Regions from separate parts of the Mus musculus genome. Here region 2 is linked to region 1. Evidence: chromatin contacts called from public ChIA-PET data. All regions are on one chromosome and are shown on one strand. The core of a region is the stretch at or near the end of the contact, and the rest is flanking DNA. Distances in the headings are between cores, read along the strand shown. Region 1 overlaps Prkn (parkin RBR E3 ubiquitin protein ligase). Region 2 overlaps Agpat4 (1-acylglycerol-3-phosphate O-acyltransferase 4 (lysophosphatidic acid acyltransferase, delta)).

The links. ChIA-PET counts read pairs in DNA pulled down with a chosen protein or histone mark.
Region 2: a contact with region 1 is called in an SMC1A ChIA-PET map of the G1E-ER4 cell line, with 15 read pairs. The contact joins two enhancer-like sites. A contact is called at or near these places in 1 of 15 datasets of contacts at CTCF or cohesin (the G1E-ER4 cell line), 2 of 484 Hi-C or Micro-C datasets (both in embryonic stem cells), 2 of 115 datasets of contacts at active chromatin or transcription factors (differentiating embryonic stem cells and extraembryonic endoderm stem cells) and 2 of 9 other capture datasets (adipose tissue and pancreatic islet).

Annotation. Positions count from the first base shown.
Region 1 is chr17:11,993,392-11,999,719 of GRCm38.p6, reverse strand. The region is part of intron 9 of Prkn (parkin RBR E3 ubiquitin protein ligase); the gene reads right to left. All of the region lies in intron 1 of Gm46604 (a long non-coding RNA gene), which reads left to right. Among named protein-coding and RNA genes, the nearest start is that of Gm52293, 35 kb to the left of the region's middle. Within about 2 kb of position 2,694, at least 17 of the 459 cell types and tissues checked have an H3K27ac peak or open chromatin away from gene starts, as enhancers often do. A contact at or near this core is called in the G1E-ER4 cell line, where this site is marked.
Region 2 is chr17:12,202,957-12,209,284 of GRCm38.p6, reverse strand. The region is part of intron 3 of Agpat4 (1-acylglycerol-3-phosphate O-acyltransferase 4 (lysophosphatidic acid acyltransferase, delta)); the gene reads right to left. Among named protein-coding and RNA genes, the nearest start is that of Gm46605, 59 kb to the left of the region's middle. RefSeq lists an enhancer at 3,538-5,334. Within about 2 kb of position 3,229, at least 149 of the 459 cell types and tissues checked have an H3K27ac peak or open chromatin away from gene starts, as enhancers often do. A contact at or near this core is called in the G1E-ER4 cell line, where this site is marked.

The DNA of each region.
Region 1 (6,328 bases), core at 1,445-3,944:
GAGGCTTGTTTGAATGCAAAGGATTTCAGTTTCTAAACCGTGCCCAAAGGCATCCTAGGGTGCGGTGGAAAACTCTCGGGGCTGAACTGGACTGGTTTAAGTTTTTGAGTAAAACACAGCGACCATCAACATCTAGAAGCCTCTATGAATTGATAACTCGACATCATTCCTGTGAAACTACAGACCTCATAGCTGCCCAGGTCCTCCCTGCAGTGATAGGGACTTGTATACAAATGCTTGTTTTCTTGGCTAGTCCCCGAAAATCATGCAGATACTCAGATACACACACAATTCTAGGGTAATCTCTCTCTCTCTCTCTCTCTCATTTTTTAACAGTGGGAAATATTTGTTCTTTTTTTTTAGACTTATTTATTCTATCTATCTATCTATCTATCTATCTATCTATCTATCTATCTGAGTACACTGTAGCTGCTTTTAGATTTATTTATTTTATATATATGTATACACTGTATCTGTCTTCAGACACACCAGAAGAGGACATCTGATACCATGTGAGCCACCAAGTGGTTGCTTGGGATTGAACTCAGGACCTCTGGAAGCTCAGTCAGAGCTCTTAACCACTGAGCCATCTCTCCAGCACCAATGTTTTATTCTTAAATGTCTAAAAGGAAATTCATTCCTGAAAAAGAAATACAAGGCACATGGATTCAAAGGAAAAAAAAAATCCCTGAAACTCTCCTCCCACCATAGCCACAACTTACCTGAATGCTTTTTAAGAACGTCTTTATTGAAACCAACTCATTGTAATTGATTCCTATCTAACAAGATGTCATCTTTCTATACATCCATTTCCAGACACTGGATTTTTTGGGGGGGCGCTGGGGTGGAGATAAGGTCTAAGTAGGTCAAATTTGGGATTAAGCCTTACTCTGGCCTTAGTCTCTCGAGTGCTGGGTGAGGCAACAGAAATCTTTGGGATGATTCTGTGGGCCAGTGCAGAAACTCTGCTGGTGCTGAAATATTGTCAAGAGGGAGAGCTGCTTTGGGAGAAGCCAGACAGATACCCCTCCCCACTGCAATAGTTCCATGCTCACTGCTGGCCAGCTTGTCTCCCACAGGGGTTTATGGGGTTTTCTCTGATTAGCGACATGGAAGGCTGGCATTTTGCACAGATATCACCTATGTGTTAATCATGGCCTTACAGCTGCCAAGACTCCCTGGATCCTTACACTGCCCTTCCGAACCTCTGGAACAGACGTCAGCTGAACCGAGGGAGACAACTACCGTCCATTTACACAGCTTGCTTTCCCTGCGTCGCCTTCTCTTGAGCGGGATCTTACAATCACCAACGATTTCTATAGCATTTCATTTTGCTTTTAAAAATTTGGAATATGTAAACTTTTCCAAGACAAGGTCTCATCTTGTAGTACAGTTTGGGCTTGGACTCACTATGTATCCCAGACGGGCTCTGTTTAAGCTTTCTGTGTGCTCAGGCCTATCATGTTTATGGGTGTGTGTAACCCCATCTGATTTATATGCCTTTAAAAAGTTACACAAGTATAGGGTTGGAGATTTTGCTCAGTGGTAGAGAACTTGTCTGGAAAGCTTAAGGCCCTGGGTTCAGTCCTCAGCTATGGAAAACAAAAGACAGAATAACAAAAAAGACCAAATAATGCCAATGGTGGTAGCACATGCCCTTAGTCCTAGCACTCCTGAGGGAGGCAGAGGCAGGCAGATCTCTGAGCTTGAGGCCAGCCTGGTCTACAGACTGATCTATAGGACAGCCAGGGCTATACAAAGAAACCCTGACAAAAACAAACAAACAAACAAATTTACAGAAGTGATCCACACTTATTCTTCTGGCTCTCTGCACCATGGTCCACTGTTGGGCTTCCTTAGAAGGGTCAAGCACATGAGCACCTGTGATGCAGCTTCATTAAAAACTTGGGTAGGTCACAGTCCTCACAGGCCCATCACACTCTGACAGAGGGATTGCTCTGAAGACATTTTACAGACCATGCTGGTTTTCAGTGAGATTTCCCAAGGTGATCTGGGTGGATGGACTCAATCCCTACATGGGCTTCAGGGTCAGGCTGTGCCCACCAGTTTCATCATGTCCTTCCCAAGGTCTGTCCTGTTGTGGACTTGAGGCAGGTTTATCTAGCTCACAGACCTGGTAAGCCAATTCTGCAATCACACTCTTAATATAAATAAGTAATTTGCATCTTTATAGCTGTGTACGTGTGCATATAGGGATAGGTATAACCAACACATACATGTGTGTGGCTATAATCATAATCCATACATATGTGTGTTTGTTTATTTAGGTGTTATCTCTCTCACGTGTGTGAGTGAGTGAGTGAGTGAGTGTGTGTGTGTGTGTGTGTGTGTGTGTGTGTGTGTGTGTAATCATCCTGGTGGCTCTGCTTTGCTGCTGGAGCCCTGGCTGACATGTCTCAGAAAAATTATAAGTCATCTTATGCCCTGTCTTTTGTAAAACAGTGACCATAAAACCACAACAATTTAAACTTTCTGTATTCAATTAAGAGAACTTGTTGCTCTTGCAGAAGACCCTGGTTCAGTTCCCAGCGTCTGCGTGACAGCTCACAACTATCTGTAACTCCCGTTCCAGGGGATCCAGTGCAGGCAAAGGTCACTGCTCTCAAAAGCATGATTGTGTCCTTTGATTTGACAATGAACAAGAGAACCCACAGATCCAATGCTATGAACCAAGGGATAGAGGAATGCAGAAACATAACCTGGATACAGGAGTCAATGTTACCTCTAGCACATATCCAAGCCCAGGAGACTGTGTCTAACTTCCTCTTAACTGAGGTGATAAACTTATCCTGAGTGCCTCAGAAGAGGTCAAAAAACCCTTGCACTATTTAATAAAGCCTAAATCTAATGAATTCATATTTTTCTACTTAGTAAGAGCTGAGCTTTTGTTAGCACTGAGTTTAGTTTTCCCTCACAATTAGCAAACCGAGTGTGGTTACATGAGACACAGTTATGCTTAAGTCAATGGTGGGCATCTGAGATCCAAGCACCAGGGCATACGTCACTGAAGAAGTGGGGGCTGGGGGGGGGAGAGACTGTAGGAGATAAAACAGAAGAACCTGCCAGGAAACCGACAGTGCATTTATCAGAAGCACCCAACAGAACGGGCTGTTACTGATTGATAGAGAGGACAATAACGGGCTGTTACTGATAGAGAGGACAGAACGGGCTGTTACTGATAGAGAGGACAATGTTCTGCACTCACAAAAAATCTTTGTTGAACAGAGTAATCAGGAACCGGAGCAAAGGAACAGGAATGCAGTCTGTAACAGGTAATGCCTGCCTGCCAGGAAAGATACGGAAGAAAGCACTGCCTCCATTGGAGGGGACAGCGCCATGCCGCCATCCCTGGAGACCTTGTAGGGTGAGGCAAGAAGCAACACAGTTAGACAGTGGCAGTGATGACCTTCATCCCGGGGTGGGGGAGGCCAAGGCCAAACGGTGTCTTTGGGTCCTACAGTTTTAACTTAAAAAGTTTAAAAATAATGTGGAAAAAAAGCTTATAGAATAAAGATATAAAGAAAATGCTTTATATGGTGTGCTTATGTTTAAAAACCATATAAAGTATGTTAAAGCACAATGTGTGTGTGTGCATGTGTGTGTGTTTAGTGTAGTTAAACACACAGCGTGTCTGGTCTGCAGAGGTTCACGGTGCTGTCCTGGGCCTTCACACTGGATCCCCTGGAACTGGAGTTACAGATAGTTGTGAGCTGTCACTCGGGCTCTGGGAACTGAACCAGTATCTTCTGCAAGAGTGACAAGTCTTCTTAATGGGTGAAGCATCTCTCCTGTGTTAGCTGTTCACTGTAACCCAGAGCCAACTTCATCTCTATACACTCTGTTCTATGTCAGTGCCTTATATAGAAATGCTGTTTTAACATCTTTCACTGTGTTCTTACTGGATCTTTGTATGTTGACATACATTTAGATAGACAAATGCTTGCCACTGGGTGACATCTGCCTGCAGTCTTCAACACAGTAGCATGCTGTGAAGATAACGTAGCCAGGACCTACAGGCTGTACTCTACCCCTTAGGTTTGCCAGAGGCGGTAACCTCTTAGTGTTTTATAACTACAACCCATGATGTTTCCCCAATGACAAAAATCTCCTAATGGCACACTCTTAGGACATATCCCCATCATGACAGGAGGCATGACTGCGTTAAAAATTATGTGAAAGAACAGCATGCTCCAATTCACAAAATAGTCTGCAAGATATTTACATTTAGAAACGTAGCCTGGCATTGTGGTGCACGGCTTTAATCCCAGCCCTCAGGAGGCAGAAGTAGGCAGATCTTTATGAGTTTCAGGTCATCCTGGTCTATACAGTGAGTTGTAGGATACACCACGGTAAGACCCTGTTAACTAAACCAAACCAAACCATAGGTCGGGATGTAGGTCAGTTGGTAGGATGCTTGCCTGGGATGCAGAAAGCCCTGGGTTGGATGTCAGCACCGCATAAGCTGAGCATGGTGGATTGTTCTTATAATAGTAGCTCTCAGTAAGTAGAGGCTGGGTACCAAAGTCACCCTTGTTTACATATCGACTTCAAGGTCAGCTTGGACCATATGAGACTTATCTGAAAAATGATAACAAGATCAAGATATACATTTAATCTATTGCTTCAAAACAGAACCTTTGAAGCCAGAGGCTCTGGAGAGAGTGCGAGACTAAAACAAGAACAATCTACAGTACAGGTTAAGGTTTCTGTTTACAGTTAAGACAGTTAAGACTAAGTTCCTGTTTGTCCTGGGCAGTTTGACGTTTCTGTTTGTAGTTAAAGAACAAGTTCCTAGGCCAGTGGTGGCTCACGCCTTTAATCCCAGCACTCAGGAGGCAGAGGCAGGTGGATTTTTGAGTTCAAGGCCAGCCTGGTCTACAAAGTGAGTCCCAGGACAGCCAGGGATACACAGAGAAACCCTGTCTTGAAAAATAAAAAAAAAAAAAAGAAAAAGAAAAAGAACAAGTTCCTGTTTGTCCTGTGTTAAGTCCTTGTAAGTTAGGGTTTCTATTTGTAGTTAAGGATAAATTCCTGTTTTTTAGATCTGATGTAAACTGCAAAGCATGTTTTTCCACCAACACTAAAGTTGTGACTCCGTTTACATGATGTATAATATCCTTACCCTGTTCCTTCCATTTTACTGTATCTTTCTGACACTGCATAACAGCCGACTCTCTCATCTCTCCTATAAAAGGGACCTCAAGAGGCTGGCAGGGGCTGTTCTCTAAAATCCCAACTTAGAGAGAAGCAGCCTGACTGACCAGTCCCAGGTATACCCCCCAAAGACAGCTTGCTTTAATTGGACAATTACGGATTGGTCTTTCTCCTCTCAGTTTTCAGGGTTGCCACAGAGGCATCTCTTTGCTCTGCATGTTTGCATATTCAAAGAAGGCACACAGTTTCTGGCACATAGTAAACACAGTAAGAAATAGTTTCTTACTGGGCTGTAATGCTTCCTATGTAATAAAAATGTTTAGCACCTGGCTACCTAACATACGTCCCAGTCTACTGATGATACAGATTGTCATGCGAAAGTCTAGGACGTGTTCGGCAACGTCAAGTCTTTGCTATAGCTATGAGTCTGCTTAGAGAGAGGGATGCAAGCACTACTTGTGTGTATATACAAAGGGTCATTAATCCCCCGGACCGTTAACACCATGGAGCTGGAAAAATTGCTGCTGGTGTTAATCTGTCAGTGTGATAGTGGTGGAGCTATCATATGATTGGTGGATGCTTAAGTCTTGTTTCTCATATGCTCATAATGGACAAACTCGAGATGTGTATTTTCTCTTTGGAAGCATGATGGGAGACCCAGTGAAGTGGCCTCTGATGCAATTGGGACAGCCAAGGAGCTGCTGATCAATGAAGGTCAGAGCCGGTTGGAACCTACAAGCGGTGACCCTTAAAATCAGATTTTGATTCTTAATGTTGATGAATGATCTCTACATGAAACCCCAAATCTCTTTGTACCCGTTTCCTGTCACAATTGTATCTGTGTTAAAAGCATTCTGTCATGTGCCGCCTATTTTTTTTCTACTGGAGATCTGAAGTTCTATCTTAAAAGACTAGGAGGGAATCAAATGACACCATAGGACCCTTCTTTGTGGTTTGAGGAAACATCAAAAGCACAAAGCAGGCATGTGTGGGGTTTTTCCTTCCTTGGGGACAGAAGAATCAGGACTCTACCTTAGGCGACTGTCCTGAAGGTGGCAGCAGAGATATGTAATTTCAGACCAGCAGCGTGTGAAACCAGCACATCGACAAGGCGATGCTCCTGGGGGTGGGGGACCAAGTGCTGATCTATGCA
Region 2 (6,328 bases), core at 1,980-4,479, 210 kb before region 1:
CTCGCACTACGTGTCCTGAGCTGCACGGAAGTTATGGGGATACACACTCAGGTCCCATACTTGCCTGGCAAGCCCTTTACCCACTCGGCACCCTGACCACCGCCACCATTCGTATTTTTACTCTCCACTATGGAATCGACTGAGACGCTCCCTGACTGAGATGGATGCTCACCCACCCACACCGGCAGTGTGGACCGTTGTAGGCAGCTGAGCACTTTTTTGACAGCTGTCTATTAAGGTCCTAAGCCTTCGCTGCCTGAAGGGAAGAGCAGGCATTTCACATCACCCACTCCCTTCTCTCCCCTTTTCCTATCTTCCACTCAGTGTCTTCATGGCTAAGACTCGTAGCATTTCTATCATGCTTGGGGCCCTGAGGTAAACTTCTGAGGAGGCCTCACCTACATCTACACCCAGCTTTTTCTTCTCAGCATGGAGTAACTTTAAAGTCTCAGATGAGGGAGTAAACTGCCTGATTAGAGATGATCTTACTCTTGTGCCTGTCACCCTGATAACCAAACCATCTTTGGGGTCATAGTCCACCCTAGTAGCTCACTGCCCTGTGTCCACACTAGACGTCAGACTCCAGGGAACAGGAAGGGACATTCCTGCCTGACCTCACTTTAATCTCTGATGAGAGCAAATGGATCCAAACACAAAACTTCCACGGGCAAATTAAGCTCTTCTTTCTGGAAGTTAAAACTTATTTTTAAGATTCTATACTGGATCTTGCAAAAATTACATATGGAGTGCTCAGGAATTACAGAATGACCCACACTACCACCCACAGAGGTGCTGTTGGGTCTACCAGGGCAGCTACTGGGCTGGGTGGGTGGTCAGTCTCACCCAGCCAATCAATCATAGCTGCATTCTTGGGTGCACTTCCTGTTTGTGGTTCTCCTGTGAGACACAAGTGAGTGTTAGCACTTGGCCTTTGGTAGCTGGTGGAGAAGGCTGCCCTAGTGGGTTGTGAGAATCTAGGGCTTCAACTAGAGGTGACTCAAGAGTCTGTATTCCCGGGGGTTGGGGATTTAGCTCAGTGCAAGCGCAAGGCCCTGGGTTTGCGGTCCTCAGCTCTAGGGAAAAAAAAGAGTCTATTCCCATCACTGTCATACGTCACCAAGAGTCACTTCAAGGTCCCACAGTAAAAGCATTCATTGGCTACAGGGTATACTACACATCTGACAATATGTAATAGTACAGCTACAGCTGCAAACCAGAGCGCAAGGGCCACTCTGATGCCCACGGGTTTCAGTGCAGTTTTATTGGTACAGGGTAAGCATTCACCTGAATGCAGGAGCAATTCAGCTGCTATCATGGGTGAATGGTAGTCATACAGACAATGTGATCCATAGAGCTGAAAATGTTCACTCTCTGGGAGCATGCAGTTGGCTGGCCAACTACAAATCGGATTAGTCAAGCCTTAATTTACAGCCATTAATATAAAATTCACTCCATATAAAATTCTCACCTTACATAAACAGGAAATGGATGGAGGGAGAGAGGGAGGGGCTATGCTAAGAGGCTTTACAAGTTTAACTCATTCTTGACTGACATCCTGGAAATTAATAAGGCAGTAAGATGTAAATATATCTAGGAAAACCTAAAATTAATATAGGGTAACCCATATCCACCATGTGCTGAATTAAGTGTCTACCGTGGCCAGTTTTTAGATCAAAAAGTTCTGGAGATTTTTTTTGGAGGTGAGAAAAGGGGGTGAAAGCTAAGGGTATATGGGGGCATGAGGGTTAAGAAGTTCATTACCATGGGTGCCCCACCCAGCTAGGGAGGCCATCTCTCGGGGAACACAGCCATTCTCTGAGCCAGAATTTAGCATCTTCAACTAAACAGTGCATTGTATGACCAGATGGCAAAACAAAAAACTGCTTTAAATAGCATGGGGCTCCAGGCATCTTAACCCTCAAATTTGGTGGCTTTTAACTCATCTCACTACCAGACTGCAAATGAGACCCCTTCTGGGTCCAGGACAGCAGCCTGCCAAGTGAAAAATGCAAACCAGTGTCAGGTTTGCAGGTTAGGAGCCAGGGCTTTCTGTCCTCTAAACCCAAACCCCCAGGGTCTGGCAGAAACCAGCCCAGGGCTGAGGACACTCAGCAGGTGGCCCCTGCTTAAGGCTGCATTTGTATTAATACTTTACTAGGTTCAAACATAAAACCACTCCTGAAGGCTTATCAGTGGGTCCCTTAGGGTCTAGCCATGGTGGTTATTGCCACTAAATATATAAAAATTAAAGCTGGCAAGATGCCTGGCTCAATGGGGAAAGATGCTTGGTGGCCTGAGACAGAACTCCCCAGACCCACACAGGCAAAGGGGAGAAAAGAATCCTATGAAGAATCGTATGCATTACCCTCTGACCTCCACGTACACACGCGCGTGTGCACACACACACACACACACACATGTACCAAGTCATATGTGTTCGTGTGTGCGCACATATGCACAATAAATACAATTAACAAATTTTAATTAATGAAGTTTAGTGATCAGGAGCTTTTCTTCATTTTGTTCTTAAAGTTTCAAATTAAAACTTTTCACTTAAAAATAAATAAATAAATAAATAAGGTCATTTCAGTGAAACTTTGAAGGGTGAGAAGTTTGTCAAAAGTAAGCAGGTCAAAGAGCTACTCTTCAGCATTCTAGCTTGTTCCTTGCATGCAAACTAGATAGAGACAAGTAGCCAAGACCGAAGTCTGACAGGGGCCTGCCTACCCTGGGGTCAGGCTAGCCTGGTCACACCAGAGGACAAGCAAAGCAACTGCCAGCTCAGCCTCGGTTCCCACCCATGACATGAGAGCTTATCTCCTGGAAACATGAAGCTCAAACTGTCCAGTCCATGCAAAGACTCCCTTTAGGCCCGGCAGGGTTTCAATGCTGGGGACACATAGGTGTGTGGGACTGTCTGTGACAAGAGTCTAGAGGCAAATGGTGGGTAGCACACTGGAGGTTTGATTAGCCCCTTCCCCCAGCACAGACTACACAGCTGCCCTCCTGGGACAGGGAGCTCTGGGATGATGGAGATGAGAGCAGAGCTCAAAATGATGAAGCGGGCATGTCAGTGGGCACCAGGGCACGTCAGTGGGCACCAAAGGGCTGAGACACTCTATGATGTGGTACATCTCTCTTGTGGTGCTGGCCCAGTTCTGGCTTTCCAGGGCCTCACATGCAGGAAAATGCTATGGAGCCTCCTACCAGGAAGTCCTGAGAGTCTCTCTAAACAAAATGAAGCCTGTTCACGATTAGTCACAGCCCTCAGGATGGGGTGGGGGTGGGGGAATGCACAGACCAAACCTTCTAAACAAAAGCGCTCTCTAAGAATTTCTCTCTCTCAGGCTGGAAATAACCACACATCATTTATCAGAAGCCAGCCCAGTACACAAGGTCCTTCCTCACTGAATAAAGTTTCCTCCCACTCAGCCTCTTCCTCCCTGGGGCGAGCCCCAGACGTTTCTAGATTTGACAGGTGTGCAGGGTGCAGTGGGGGAGAGGAGGGGTGTTTCCTGGCCAAGAAGTATGCTGAGAGCAGCAAGGGTATTTGCACTGACTTTTCTCTGAGGTCCTGTGATGCAGCCAGAACAAAACAGATAAAAAGAGTTCCTGCCCTTACCACCCCCATGGCCCTCGCCCCACCCCACCCCACCCTTACTATTCTGAAAGGCTGGCCCAGATACTTCTAGAACCGCCTAAGGCCAGAGTATCTAGGAAGATAAGCAGAAAGTATTGGGGGGAGGGGGGGTAAGGGGTAAGCAAGAGCAGACACACACAGGACACCTTACAGGCAGGAGATAACGGGACACCTTGCTCTGACAGGTGTCCGTGATAAGGCCAACTGAACGATTCTGGAGCAGGTGTGCAGGGCCCGGGGGAGGAACAGATGGGTGTCTGTGAGGGTAGCTAGTGTGGAACATATGTCATTGGCTAGGATGGTTTGCAGAAGGGAGAGGGGTCAGTTCTGCTGTCAGGCAGCCTTGTCTCTGCCTGACTCACTCCTGGCCAGTACAGGCTAACTTAACTGACGTGCCAGGGGAGTTGGTACCATAAAAGAGGCCCTGACGTGTCTGGCTTAGGACTGCAGTTTAGGGCTGGCTCCTCCTGTGTGTGAGCTGCCTGGGACTTTTTTCTACTCAGAATTCTCTTGGTCACCTTTAGGTTCCTTATCTGTGTAACACCAGGTCCATCCCGGGCACCACGCCCCACCCTGCCTGGGTCAGTAAATAAGCCATCAGGGCTTAAAGTAACACATCTGTCTACTCTAGCTGTCACAACAGGGCCTGCCTAAGTCTGCAGAGAGGGTGCCAATTAATCTTGGCTAAGATGTTGTAAGAAATGAATTAGGCCCCAGTTTCAATAGGAGGTGTGTGCTCAGAGCTCTTGGGGGTCAGAAATAAGCAGGAGGTGTTAGGCCTGATTGTGATTCAGACCCCAGACAAACAGTGAGGTGCATAGTTAGCAGACCTGGTGGCAAAGTTCTCCCAGCATCCCTCAGTCCCCTCCCTTGCGTACCATACTGCTCGCCATCCTGAAGTTTCCAGCCCAGGGGCTGGGCTTCTCCTCCGAGGCTCTGCCCTGTACACTGCAGACTTTCTGGTCTCTTGCCTTTCTTCCTTCTCTCCCTCTCTGTGTAAAGGTGCTTTTTTTTCCCCCTCTTCCCCCTCCCCTCTGTCTCCCTTTCCCGTGGTGACTTCCATGGCCTAGTTCCTTGGGAACAGTGAACTTATCCAACAACCCTGCCTTTACATATACTCTAATCTGCCTTCAGTAGGCTCACTTCCCCAGCCTAGAAGAGCTCATCAGGCCCCTCCCCACTAGCTGGTGGCTGGTCTCAGTCTCAGCGCCCTGAGAGCTGGGAAGTTAAGGGCAGATGCTCCATGACTAAGGCCACCATCAAAGAACACGCCAACCTCACACCCCAGGATAATAATCATTTGTTTCAATTTTTTTTTTTTTATTTTTGAGAGAGAAAGAGAGGGAGGGAGGGAGGGAGAAACATAAAGTTGAGCAGGTAGAAAGGTGGGGGAGGGGTTGGGAGAGAGAGAAAAAAACATGAGCAAAATATCATCTGAAAACGAAACTTTTAAGACTTGAAAATTAGCAACAATTCTTTGCTTGGCCTGTTCTTTGCACAGAGAAATGCAACAAATTCTAACCTGTTCTCCTGGCCATGCTTCCTTGCATCACCTAAGGGATAGGATATTTACCAAGAGGAAGAAGAGAAGGTCTCAAACAAAACGCCATGGTATGGTGGGTGGCCCCTAAGATGGTCCCATGACCTAGAAGTAACCCTGGGTGTGGGCTGTGCTCCGAGTTCACCTCTCAGCAAATGGAATCTGAGAGAGAAGTTTCCGTTACACAGGGCTGTGACTTCTGCTTGGGGTGCTCGCTCCCACTCTTCGGCATTGCATACATCCTGGGAGAAGGGGCTTCTGTGTTCGGGGGAAAGCCTCCAGCAGGCCTGTGTGTCCGGGATTGAGGCATAGACAGTAGGCCTGTCACTAAGCTTGGAGGACAGCCAGAAGCGCCAAGCCAACGTTTCAGGAGCCGATCCCTCTGACAGTCACGTGACCACAGACCTGGAGCGCTGTGCTAGAACTCCAGCTAATTGGAGCCCGCCTCCCCAACCATGAGAGAGTCACTAGTCTGTGTGCCTGTGCTTTATCCTGCTCACTTTGGAGACCACATGCTGCTAGAGATGACGAAGACACATGGCTCCATTAAGGATCTGAGGCAGAATCTCCCAGCTAGCCTCAGAGTTAGCCTGCATGGCCGCAGCCTGGGTGGCAGAGGAGTGCTGACAGCAGCCGCAGGGTGGCACATCACTGATGGAGCGCTAGGCCTGGCACTGGCCAGAAACTCCGAAATTTGACCCTGGCACGCTCATGCTTCACTGAGGCAAAAAGACAAGCAAGTAGGACCTGAAGATTTTGGTCCACTGTGCCCCATGGTGACACACTCCCTAGCCATCCCTAGGTCACAGTTGGCCCCAGTAGGAAAAAAATCAGCCTGTGTCTAAGAGCCCTCATGCATGGCCTTTGACTTCTGCCCCTATCCAGCAGTGATAGTTCAGCCTTGCTCCTCCTCCTCCTCCTCCTCCTCTTGCTCCTCCTCCTGCTCCTCTTCCTCTCCCTCCTCCCCACCTCTCCCTCCTCCTCTCCTCTCCCTCCTCTCCTGCTCTCCCTCCTCTCCTGCTCTCCCTCCTCCACTTCTCCCAAAGCCATGAAGTCCATGCAGCAATGGCGCTGGCTGCTTCTCTGGCATTTGGGAGAAAATGGGCAAGTGATTCACCTTCTCTCCCCTCAGTTCCTTTGGGGACACT